Regions from separate parts of the Arabidopsis thaliana genome. Here region 1 is linked to region 2. A link is a contact called in public ChIA-PET data. All regions are on one chromosome and are shown on one strand. The core of a region is the stretch at or near the end of the contact, and the rest is flanking DNA. Distances in the headings are between cores, read along the strand shown.

The links. ChIA-PET counts read pairs in DNA pulled down with a chosen protein or histone mark.
Region 1: a contact with region 2 is called in an H3K4me3 ChIA-PET map of shoot, with 10 read pairs. The contact joins the promoter of CK1 here to the promoter of AT4G25940 in region 2. A contact is called at or near these places in 2 of 26 Hi-C or Micro-C datasets (root and rosette leaf) and 1 of 2 datasets of contacts at active chromatin or transcription factors (shoot).

Annotation. Positions count from the first base shown.
Region 1 is chr4:13,228,076-13,234,256 of TAIR10.1, reverse strand. CK1 (casein kinase 1) reads left to right here and starts at 3,460. Exons shown (of 14, transcript NM_118743.3): 1 at 3,460-3,824; 2 at 3,919-3,959; 3 at 4,108-4,177; 4 at 4,270-4,418; 5 at 4,510-4,605; 6 at 4,698-4,768; 7 at 4,875-4,936; 8 at 5,056-5,119; 9 at 5,209-5,293; 10 at 5,382-5,508; 11 at 5,582-5,664; 12 at 5,741-5,804; 13 at 5,896-6,011; 14 at 6,124-6,181. The coding sequence starts at 3,749. It overlaps NAP1;1 (nucleosome assembly protein1;1), which reads right to left and starts at 1,689. Exons shown (of 12, transcript NM_118744.3): 1 at 1,500-1,689; 2 at 1,334-1,377; 3 at 1,043-1,138; 4 at 790-882; 5 at 547-637; 6 at 392-453; 7 at 118-302. The coding sequence starts at 1,545.
Region 2 is chr4:13,169,227-13,175,587 of TAIR10.1, reverse strand. It overlaps AT4G25940 (ENTH/ANTH/VHS superfamily protein), which reads left to right and starts at 2,684. Exons shown (of 14, transcript NM_118727.5): 1 at 2,684-2,977; 2 at 3,070-3,139; 3 at 3,217-3,314; 4 at 3,406-3,544; 5 at 3,641-3,768; 6 at 3,845-3,958; 7 at 4,034-4,150; 8 at 4,239-4,304; 9 at 4,379-4,459; 10 at 4,535-4,612; 11 at 4,714-4,917; 12 at 4,999-5,074; 13 at 5,156-5,289; 14 at 5,386-6,082. The coding sequence starts at 2,888. The coding sequence ends at 5,796. VATG3 (vacuolar ATP synthase G3) reads left to right here and starts at 1,068. Exons shown (of 3, transcript NM_118728.4): 1 at 1,068-1,351; 2 at 1,461-1,561; 3 at 1,636-2,145. The coding sequence starts at 1,264. The coding sequence ends at 1,773. It overlaps AT4G25930 (hypothetical protein (DUF295)), which reads right to left. Exons shown (of 3, transcript NM_118726.2): 3 at 6,195-6,361. The coding sequence ends at 6,195.

The DNA of each region.
Region 1 (6,181 bases), core at 2,211-4,710, 58 kb before region 2:
ATAAGAATCCATTTGCAATATAAGCGAAGAAAAAAAATAAGCAGCTCAATGCAATCAGCTAATAAGCAGAATATACTTAAAAGTATACAACAATTGCAAGAGAGTATAAGTAGTTACCCCATAGCCTTCTCAAGCAGTGGCTCATCTTCATCAATCATATGATAAGACTTTGTCAAGACAGTGTTCTTAAAATACGGATTCGTGTCAAAGAAAAACTCAAGTTTGAATCCTTTAGGCTCTTCAATCTTGCACCACTTAATATCTTTAAGATATTTGAGAGCCCCTTCATCACGCTCTGTGACCTGACATAAATGACAATAAGTTATGCTCATATTCCATGGTTATGATTGGAGTGTTTATAAAACGAACACCAAAACTGCATATAGGCTACCTCCTCGGAAATAACATCGTTATTTTTCAGAGCTGTCAGCCAGAAACTTGGAACTCCTTTCTCTGCAATGAAAAACAGAGAAAAATGTTAAATTGTTTTTGTCTTTCCAAAAAGATTAACAACAAACAAAGAAGACATAGTGCTCATGAAGTTACCTTCTGCAGTTTTCTCCTCTCCTTGGTCCACCTTGGTATCATCCTCTGGAGCCAGTTCAACTTCAGTAGTGCCATTCACAATCTCATAACGCTGTGCCATTACAAGATACCAAGTAGAATTCATTAAGATGCACATAGAAAACTAACACTGCTGCAGATAAGTAAACATAAGCAAAAAGAGTATACACAGATCTACATTGAGTTTAGTAAAATGGTTTGTAAAACTTTCTCATTAACAATTACCTTGACATACAAAGGCTGATACAGCGTTTGATACTTGGCTTCAAGAATAGCTCTCTCCTCACGGAATTTTGCCTCTAGTTCATCATGTTGGCTCTGCGTGGAAAGAAGTCATCAGTAATCAAAACGCAACACCTTACTTTTGAAACTTTAAATTCAGATAAGCAGGGAGAAAACTCACACAAAACAAAACAAACCCCATTAAACGATATATAGCACACATAGTTTGGTAAAATGTGAAAGAAATTTCGCTAACCTGTATATCCCTCAAGGCATCAACGCGCTTTCTCACATTGGGAGTCAGATTCTCGAGCACATCAGAACGCTGACCAGCCAGATTCTGCAGCTTGTTCTGTGAATTAATAACAATGTATTAACAACTCATAAACTATCATTGTACTAGAAGAATGACATTGAAACCAAAACACTAAACACCAAGACACGGCTTATAGTATCTAAACAATCAGAGGAAAGTAACTCAACATCCTCCATATCTTTCAATAGCAAATGCTCACGGGACAGTTTACAGAAGGGGAAAAAAACTCACCTTTAGAGCATTGACAAGGCCAGCTCGATCCTCGTCCTTAAGAGCTGCAAAAAAACAGTAAACAAAAGGAACACCAGTCAGATAACAGAGGAAATTAGGGTTAAAGCAGCTCTGGCTTAAGAGGCGGAGAAAGAGATAAGAGTAATCGTGAGTAGGAGTATTTTACCAGCAGTAAGATCGGAGACGTTGAAGCTATCCTTGTCGTTGCTCATCTTCTGAGGATTTGGTGAAGAGAGAGATTTTGAAGAAGAAGAAGCAGAAGAGACTAGGGACAAGGGTTTTGGGGAGGCGACTCGTAACCCTTAAATCCTCTTTGTTTTTTTGTTTTTTTCTCTCCCTCCTTTTCACACCAAAATTATAACAAATGCCATTTTAGTTTTTTCTCTTTTTATATATACTTTTCTTTCTCTAAAAATTGATGTTTAATGTTTTAAAAAGCAAAATTAAGTTTATTGAATTAAATAACATGCAAAACTTTACATACATATATATATGGATAATGAGAACTGACTTATATATAGATAATTAAAGTTTATTTATGAATTCAATCAATTATAAATATATATAACTAATATATAAACTTTAATTATCTATATAATTAAAATTTTGCATGTAATTATATTAATTATCTATATACTTATATATATATATATACACTTATATATATTTGATTCTTCACCAAATACAGTACAGGTTAGTGAACTTTAATGGGATCAAATAGAAGATTTCTGAATCTGTTAGTACTAAGGCCCATCCCAAGAATGAGCCTTCCAAGCCCAATACACTGATTACTTCTTTTGTTCACATACACTGTACATACTAATTAAAAACAAAAAACAGTCCACAACAAAAACAAAAAAACAGTCCACAACAAAAAGTCATATCCCAAAAGGCACAAAGATCTTTAGTTTGGTTTAAGCTCATCCCGAGTTCAAACGAATTAAACGTACTCTAATCTAGATTAGCTCATCACGACATTTTCAATTTGAAGTTTCAACCTTTTATACGTCTGACCAGAAACACAATAAAGAAGCCTCACGCGTAGCATTTTTTTTTAACCAGAAAACCATGAGACAAATTCAACCTAATCAGATAACTGTAAATCATTTCATTCATCCTATTAAAAGCAAAGGTGAAAAGCTTTTTGTACCTCCACGACTCCCACTTAAGAGAAACATTTTGTAGAGCTTTCAAGTCACGCGTAGCAAACACACCTGGTAAGTGGTCAATCTTTTTATATCATATAGCCATCATAAGAGTATCATTAATAGTAGTTTCTTAGCATAATCTTAATAGTTCTTATGAATATTTTTATAATTGATTTTGAAAATTTTGAAGTTAAGAATTTAGTTAAGAGATTGAAATTTTGGCAATATGCAATGGTGGACTCTTAACTTGAGTTCTTAAAAAAAAAATTGGAAAAAAAGTAGAAACATTATAATTTTAAAAAACTTAATAATTATTACAACTCAAAAAATTTGAAACATACATAACATAAAATTTTAAACAAATATGACAAACAATTAGATTTAATACTTAATTTATCTAAGAATTAAGATTAATTGAATTAAAACATTATATTTAATACCTAATTTATCTAAGAATTAACCTAAGAAACATTAGATTTGGCTCTTATATAAGAGTCATTTTTAACAATTAATTGAATTATAACATTAAATTTAAGACCTACTTTATCTAAGAACTAACCTTATAAACTATGAATAATGATGGTCTAAGCGCGCTTGTTGTTGAAACTCTCAAATAAACCGGATAATTTTAAAACCAGGTTTAGTTTAGTTGGTAGATTCGGCTCAAATAGTAGTATTTTTGTGGATTTAAAGATGCTCAGCATGTATATACATATGTGTTCTATAGATGTTTTACACATTTTTTCTATTTTACTATTCTGCTTGCCATAATCATTAGATTGTTTGGTTGAACCGAAGCATAGAAACCAAACCGAACATAGCACACAGCAACAAAACCGGAATCATTCAGAGGTAAATAATTTTTTTACATTACCCGCAACTGCAAGGAAAGAGGAAAAAAAAAAAGACGCAAACTTTGAGAAAGACATCCTCATCGTTTTCTGTCCATCGAAGCTCTTTTTTTTTTTTTTTTTTTTTATCTTCGTATTCAATTCTTGAGAGGAGAGAGAGAGAGAGAAGCATCCCAGAAAACGACATTCTGTTCATATGGAGTTTTTTCACCAGATCGAGAGCACGAAGAAGATGATTACTGGGTTTTGATTTAGTCGGCGAAAAATCCGTAATCTCATTGTTCGTGATCTCTGGGTTGTTTTTCTGGATTGCTGGTGCGGCTGATTCTAGTCAGGATTGTTTTTGGGGTCCCTTTCGCTCTATTTGAATCTGCGTCTGGGTTGTTAAGATTGTACAAGGGGTTTCGTGGTTATTTATGGAACCTCGTGTGGGGAACAAGTTTCGTCTCGGCCGAAAGATCGGTAGTGGTTCGTTTGGAGAGATCTATCTCGGTTCGTCTCTCTCTCACTTTCTAGTTTTTAATTTTATGGATTATCGAATTCGTCACATTATCTCTAACATTGTTGTTAACCTGTGATTTTCCAGGTACTAATATTCATACGAATGAAGAACTGGCTATTAAGCTTGTGAGTTCTTCAGTCATCCCATTTTAATAATTTGATGATCAAAAAGTTTATGGATTTATAAGTAACATTATCACAATATGTTTAGTTTGATCAAGTTCAGTATGTTGAAAAGCTGAGATTTTGATTCTCTTTGTTTTTGTTTTCCCAGGAAAATGTGAAGACAAAACATCCACAGCTGCTCTATGAATCGAAGTTATACAGGATTCTACAAGGGGGAAGTAATGATTCTTATCTTCTGAATGAGATATTGATTTCTGATAATGTAAAGTTTGTGTTACTTATGACCTTTCTTTTGCCTTAACTTTGGTAGCTGGTGTTCCAAATGTCAAATGGTTTGGTGTTGAAGGGGACTATAATGTTTTGGTGATGGATCTACTCGGACCAAGTCTTGAAGATCTCTTCAATTTTTGTAGCAGGAAACTTTCATTGAAGTCTGTCCTCATGCTTGCTGATCAAATGGTATACTTCTTCATGTGACGCCTTTCTTTCATTTGCTCCTCTATGTTTCAGGAAATATTGACTTCTTTCTTCCTTTGGTTTTTGTGATAAGATCAACCGTGTTGAGTTTTTTCATTCAAAGTCTTTCCTTCACCGAGATCTTAAGCCAGACAACTTCCTCATGGGCCTTGGAAGGCGTGCGAACCAGGTTTATCATCTTATTGTCTTAACTATATCCTTTTGGTCTTATTTTACTTTTGGAGACATCATTGTATTGACCAAGTTTAATCCTTCTCTAAGGTATACATCATTGACTTTGGTCTTGCTAAGAAGTATAGGGATAGTACAACACATCAGCACATTCCCTACAGGTGAGGCGATCATTGTATCAGCTCTTGAATGTTCTTCCCTTGAGCATGATTCCGTTGTTATGTGATGACTGGAAACGCTAATTTTTCCCATGATTCTCATTTGCAGGGAAAATAAAAACCTGACAGGAACTGCGAGATATGCTAGTATGAACACTCACTTGGGAATTGGTAAGCTCGACAAGACCTGCTTCATGTTAATTTGTTCCAGTCACTCTCCTTATGTGTTTGAGTTATAAGGTTTGATACTCATCAGCTGTTATTTGTTTTCTGGCATTGCGAACCTGAAGAACAAAGTCGAAGGGATGATCTTGAGTCTCTTGGTTACATCCTTATGTATTTCCTCAAAGGAAGGTGAGTTTATGCTACATGCCTCACACTCTCTTCACTTTATTTCCCTAACTTCTTCAGTTTGATTGATGTGTGGAATATCTCTGTTTTAGTCTTCCATGGCAAGGACTGAAAGCTGGAACCAAAAAGCAAAAGTATGAAAGGATTAGTGAAAAGAAAGTTTCTACATCCATTGAGGTAAGTTCATTTCACAAGTATGCTACATTTTTACTCAGATTTTTGTTTCCCTCATTCTGATTCGTATATGATCGCCTTACACCTGCAGGCTTTATGTCGTGGTTACCCATCCGAATTTGCATCCTATTTCCACTACTGTCGGTCGCTTCGGTTTGATGATAAACCAGATTACGCTTATCTGAAAAGAATATTTCGAGATCTCTTTATCCGTGAAGGTTTGATATTTCCTTCCCTCTCAATTTTTAAGCCTAATATATTTTCTAACAAGATTTCATTTCCCTGTTGCAGGGTTTCAGTTTGATTACGTGTTTGACTGGACAATCTTGAAATATCAACAATCACAACTAACCGCTCCCCCATCTCGTGCCCTCGTAAGTAAAACTTGAGTTCTTGGTTAAACTATCTTTTTTGGTTTGACATTTTCTGATGGAGTCTCTCCTGCTTCAGAATCCTGCTGTGGGAACTAGTGCCGCATTGCCTCCGGGCATTTCCAACATCGATAGATACACAGGTAAATTTCCCTGATCACTTACAACGTAATTCTTATTTCTCTGCAAAGAAGTTATTATTCACATTGTTTGTTGTTCATTGTTGAATCCAAGGGGAGGAAGAAGGGCGACCACATATGGAATCATCTCGACGGAGAGTTTCAGGGGCTCTTGATAACTCAGGGAATATTTCGAACCAACCGACATCCTCAAGTGCTAGAGACTCCATGGTATGAATCTCTCTGCATTTGCTATCTCTCTCACCTGCAAACATGAGTTTGGGTCATATGTGATTTAGTGGCTAAAAGTATCAAAACTTTGTTCAATTTCTTTTGGATGCAGATCCCGAGCTCCTCGTTGTTTGCACAATCAGCAGGATCATCGAGGAGAGTAACTGCAG
Region 2 (6,361 bases), core at 1,435-3,934:
TAAAATATATCTAGATCACCTTTATCTTTTAAGTTTGCTTGTAAATGGCTAAATTAGAATCACTGTTTATTAATTTCAATTATTTTGAATGTTATTGATATCAATTGTTTCTTTTTTATATTCTGAAGTTCGATATTGAACTTATAGATATAGAAAAGATTTCTTTGGCAATTCAATAACTTTTTTGTACAAGAACATAAAATAACAAACTAAAAGGAAAGAATAACATCAAAGTATGGCATTCAAACATCAACGAGACCTTTAACCAAACTATCGCCGCATCAAACGCAATTATGGCCACCGCTCCGGCCGCGACTATTATCACCGCTTTGAATCTAAGAAGACAAGACGCTATAAGGATAACCGAAAACAACCACATCCTATTGTTCACCATCATATTTTGTAAATTATCTTGATAGATATTTTGACAGCACCATTCCAAATAGATGAAATATGGAAAAGAAAAAAAAATCTCCTTTATCTTCCAACTCGAACCTCTTGCTTATGTTGATATAGATGGATGTGACAATTTTAATTCTTTTTATTTAGGAGGGAATGCGTGGTGGAAAATTAATGCGAAGTATAATGATGCAACTTTATACTATACCAAAAAATAATGATGCAACTGCATGCATGGAATAATTTATTCGTTTTGGGCACGATCTGGTTATTAATTTGCATTTATATCAGTGAAAATGACGTACTTGAGCTGGCTAATAAGGTCTAATGCTGATATTCGAAGATATATGATAAAACATATGAATTAATATAGCTTTTATTTCACGGTATTTTTAACTCTTAGAAGAGAAACCACATATGCTTCTCAATTCTCACAATCGACGGCAAACATAAGAAAATTATGGATCGTCAACTTTATTCAGACTTTAGAGTCACACCTCACACGTTGGGATTCCTTTTAATTCACGATTTTTCAAAAAAAAAAATCACACATTACTTGTAAATACACACCGATCAGCTGCTTTGTAATCGGTTGGGATTTTCTATAAATAGTATGTTTGAGATATATTTTATTTTTTCCTTCCACACTCACCCGGAGATCGCACATTGTCTTTTTAAAAGCATCTAAATTTGAAGAAAGAAATAATGAGTCAAAAACTAACTCCATGAACCAAGGAGAAAAACACTCTCCGTCTAATCCAAACCATAACCAAATAGGCTTATATTTACAAATTCCACTTCTGGCACCAAAATTTGCAGAAGAATAAACACAACTTTTCATTGTCTTTGAAGAGAACATAAGCCATGGATTCTTTAAGAGGCCAAGGTGGGATTCAGATGCTTTTAACTGCTGAACAAGAAGCCGGACGGATTGTTTCAGCTGCGAGGACCGGTATAGTCTCTTTCTCCTTTATGGCTTGTTGGCTCTAATAGTAAGATTTTGGTTTTGAATCCTTTTCAGCGCTTTTCTTTTCTTTTTGTATGGACGGATCGATGATCAGCAAAACTAGCAAGAATGAAGCAAGCGAAAGATGAGGCTGAGAAGGAGATGGAAGAATACAGATCCCGATTAGAAGAAGAGTATCAAACTCAAGTTTCTGGGGTAAGCAACACCGAAACAAAACCGGCTAGTGAGATATCTTGATTTGTACTCATATTCTTTACCTTTTGTTTCAGACGGATCAAGAAGCAGATGCAAAACGTTTAGATGATGAGACAGATGTCAGGATTACGAACCTTAAGGAATCTAGTTCAAAGGTCTCCAAGGATATTGTCAAGATGCTCATCAAGTATGTCACCACTACTGCAGCATGATTCTCACTACACCGCCCCCATCGTATCTTATTCTCCTGATAATAAAACTGTTATGATTCTTCAGCTCTAGTTTTTTGGTCCGCGATTTCTAATAGAGCCAAATACATAGTCCATTGGTAGAGAAACTCATAAATATATGGAAACTAAAACAAACATTAGATGAAAGTATCATTGTAAAAAAAAGAGGAGGGGATCGAAAACGAAACTAAGTACACAAGTGATGAATTTTAAACATAAGTACAAAAGAGAACATGCATGCATGATAAATGCAATGTTTGGTAAATTTGTATCATATTCGTACTCTTGAGCATTATGTGGACATTCGTAAACAAACTGTTAACTTGTTAATGACATTCACTAAGATAAATAAATGAGCATTTGGAACAAAACAAGGCAACCACCGTATGAACTACCGTCCGAGTCCGACACATTAGGTCCATATGGCGTAGCTTTGACATTGCGCTCAATTTTGTAAACGTATAAATAATAATAAATTCCTTTATTTAAAATGACACTACATATGTAAAATTCAAAATATGTTTAATCAGGTAAAATAGTTTTTTTTTTTTTTTAAATCAGATTGAGTAATGGAAAATTTGAGATTGCATTACCTTTCTTTTTTTTTTTTTTTTTTGGACAAAGATTGCATTGCATATCTTACAAAAATTACTGGATTTCATTTTGACATTAGCTATGTATAAATCGATAATTGAGGCAAATGATGATTCTATACCAAAATAAAAGAAAAGTTTAATAACTGGCATCCGATTATAGGAGGAATAATACGAAATTAGTAAATGAGATGTACAAATTTCGATATAAATTTACTCTGATAAATTACAAAAATCTATTTAAAAATAATAATCAAGATTCCGTTACGCACGTAATGGTGAGGCAAGAGAGAGATAGAGAGTAGCATTGTTGAAAAGTCTGTTATTGGTGTTCTGTTTGTTGTTAAGGCGACTAACAACAGAGCATATCAAAAACTTGGTCTTCGTCTTCTTCATCCTTATCTTCTCTTTTCTCCATCTCTCCGTCCTAACCAAATCATTTCACAATTCCGGTGATCGCCGGAATTATCAAGAAATTTATCCAGATTCCGATTTATCGCTAGATGGCAACGTTTAACAGCTTCCGTAAAGCTGTCGGAGCAATCAAAGATTCCACTACCGTAAGTATCGCCAAGGTCAACAGCGAATTCAAGGTCAGGATTACATTCTGAAACTTTCAAATTTTTTGGTAACAAAAAAAATCTGTAAATGACTAATAAAATGTATATGAAATCGAGATATATAGGATTTGGATGTTGCGATCGTAAAGGCCACAAATCACGTAGAATCTGCTCCCAAAGAACGTCACATTCGTAGTAAGTTTCTTAACTTATTCCCCCAAACACTTGAATTTGGATACGATCTTTATGAGAGTTTTTATCATTCTATCCAGGAATATTCTCGGCGACATCGGTAGTGCAACCACGAGCAGATGTTGCTTACTGCATTCACGCATTAGCCAAAAGATTGTCAAAAACTCGCAATTGGGTTGTGAGTTCTATGTAACTTAAAAGATTCTTTTTTTTTTCAATTTACAAAACTCTGTTTTTGGGGTTGCTTAGATTGTGTTTCCAACACGCAGGTTGCGATCAAGGTGTTAATAGTCATTCATAGAACACTAAGAGAAGGTGATCCAACATTTAGAGAAGAGCTTCTCAATTACTCACATAGAGGACATATACTTCGAATATCAAACTTCAAAGACGATACAAGTCCTCTTGGTAAATAGCCTATTATATATCCTTTGTTACATAGCTTTTTATGTGTTAATGAAAATTGTTTTAAAACATTTTCTTGTATTGACTTGTTTGTTGCAGCTTGGGATTGCTCTGCGTGGATTAGGACATACGCGCTTTTCCTCGAGGAGCGGCTTGAATGCTATCGGGTTTTGAAGTATGACATAGAAGCAGAACGTTTACCAAAAGGTTCAGGTGCATCTTCAAAGGTTTGTTCTCAAATTCGTTCTCACCTTTTAAACAAACACAAGAATCTAATTTTATCATCATAAATCATTATTACAGAACGTAGATTTCAATGCTTCTCAAACGTATAGAACAAGGATGCTCTCCGATGAAGAATTGCTAGAGCAGTTACCTGCTTTGCAACAGCTGCTTTATAGGCTTATTGGTTGTCAGGTAAAAGTTATATATCCAAAATTTTTGTTTTGTTGTTACGTCGAACGGTTTCTTAATATGTTTTCAGTTTTGCAGCCTGAAGGATCAGCATATAGCAACTACCTAATCCAGTATGCTCTTGCATTGGTGCTTAAAGAAAGCTTCAAAATCTACTGTGCCATTAATGATGGAATCATTAATCTTGTAGACATGGTTTTTATAAAAATCTCCTTCTCTTGTTTTAGTATCAATTTGCTTCTATTGAGTGTTGCTAAAGTATATATCTATGCTCTTGATTCAGTTCTTTGAGATGTCAAGACATGATGCAGTTAAAGCTCTAAATATATATAAACGAGCTGGCCAACAGGTAAAAGCTCTAAAGCTATAGACTAAATCCCCATCTTCACTAAACTTGTTTATTGATGTTCTTCCACTGCACAGGCTGAAAATTTGGCTGACTTTTATGAATACTGCAAAGGTCTAGAGCTAGCGAGAAACTTTCAGTTCCCAACCTTAAGACAGGTTCCTTCTTAACTTGTGATAAATGAATGTGAGATTGATCACCTCAAAAGACTTAATTTTAAAAACTTGTTTCAGCCTCCTCCTTCTTTCCTAGCAACAATGGAAGACTACATTAAAGAAGCGCCTCAAAGTGGTTCTGTACAGAAAAAGCTGGTACAAAGTTTTACTCTCATCATATTTGGTTGATGTTGTCCTGTTCATCAATATCAGTCTTCTTATGAATTATGATTGACATTTTGTTGTGTTTTTCACAGGAGTATCAGGAAAAAGAGGAAGAAGAACAAGAAGAAGAAGAAGCAGAACACTCTGTCCAGCCTGAAGAACCTGCAGAAGCCGATAATCAAAAGGAAAACAGCGAAGGAGACCAGCCGCTTATCGAAGAAGAGGAAGAAGACCAAGAAAAAATAGAAGAGGAAGATGCTAAACCTTCTTTCCTGATAGACACTGATGATCTGCTGGTGAATCTTCTTCTACACGTCATCTTATGTGTACAAATATCTCTTTTGGCCAAAGTCTCAACCTTTTCTTCTCCTTCACAGGGACTAAATGAGATCAACCCTAAAGCCGCAGAGATAGAGGACCGAAATGCATTGGCTCTTGCAATATATCCACCAGGTAACAAAAATTTGATTCTTGACCAAAACTAGAGATTTTCTAACACTAATGGTAAATTTTTGCTGTTATTGGTCTCTGCAGGTCATGAAGCTCCAGGACCATCAAACATTTTAAGTTTAATAGAAACCGGTGGATCCGGCTGGGAATTGGCACTGGTCACTCCTCAGAACAACAACAACAACAATAATCCTCGCCCTGCGCCTAACACCAAACTTGTAATTAACTCTAACACCACATATATTTGAATATGAAACTCTCTGTTTCTACTCTCAAAACTCACGTGGGCTTGTTCTCTCTTGTTGTATTTATAGGCAGGAGGATTTGACAATCTATTGCTTGACAGTCTGTACGAGGATGATTCAGCTAGGAGACAGATCCAGCTAACCAATGCGGGCTATGGACATGGTGGCATAGACACAACAGCAGCACCGCCAAACCCATTCCAAATGCAACAAGATCCTTTTGCAATGTCCAACAACATTGCTCCTCCCACTAATGTTCAAATGGCAATGCAACAACAACAGCAACAACAGATGACGATGATGCATCAGAGTCCCTACAATTACACTCATCCTCATGATTATCATCAAAATCATCATCATCATCAGTTCTCAGCCGGTCCTTCTCCTTCTAATCCTTTTGGAGACGCTTTCCTTGCCCTCCCACCTCCGCCAGGATCAGCTGGTCCGCAACAAAACAACCATCATCATATGCTCCTCTAGAGTTACAACATCTCAGATAATAATCTCTCTTTCTCTTGGTTACCTTTTTTTTTTGGTTTAGTTTGATTATATATATTCAGAGTGTTATTCTTTCATTCTTTCTACTAGACAACTCTACTCACTGATGATTTCTTAGCCATTTTTATCTTTCAGCACTTTTGATTGCCTTTACTTTTTACCCTGCAAATGAGTTAATTTAGGTTTTCAAAATAAGTAGTCTGAGTTGTGATTAAGAAAGATAAAACGGGTTTCTCTCATGTTTTATTTTCAAATAGTCGGAGATCTACGAACCAAAAACATTAACTAGTACATGAACCAAACCCAAAAGAATAACATAATATTGGAGACCACAAGAGCCACCCAATATTAGAGACATCCGACGATATCAAAAGTCACTCCTAAGAGAGAGGAAGAGGCCAGTAAGGGAACTCAGTGGACCTTAAAGGAACATTACTGTGTGTGTAGAAGTTAGTGGTAGTGTCGGTTGCAATATCGTGAACACCAAAGTTACAGCCCACATAATAGATGGAGTTAGGTCTGAGTCCAGGAGACGAGCTTGCCGGGA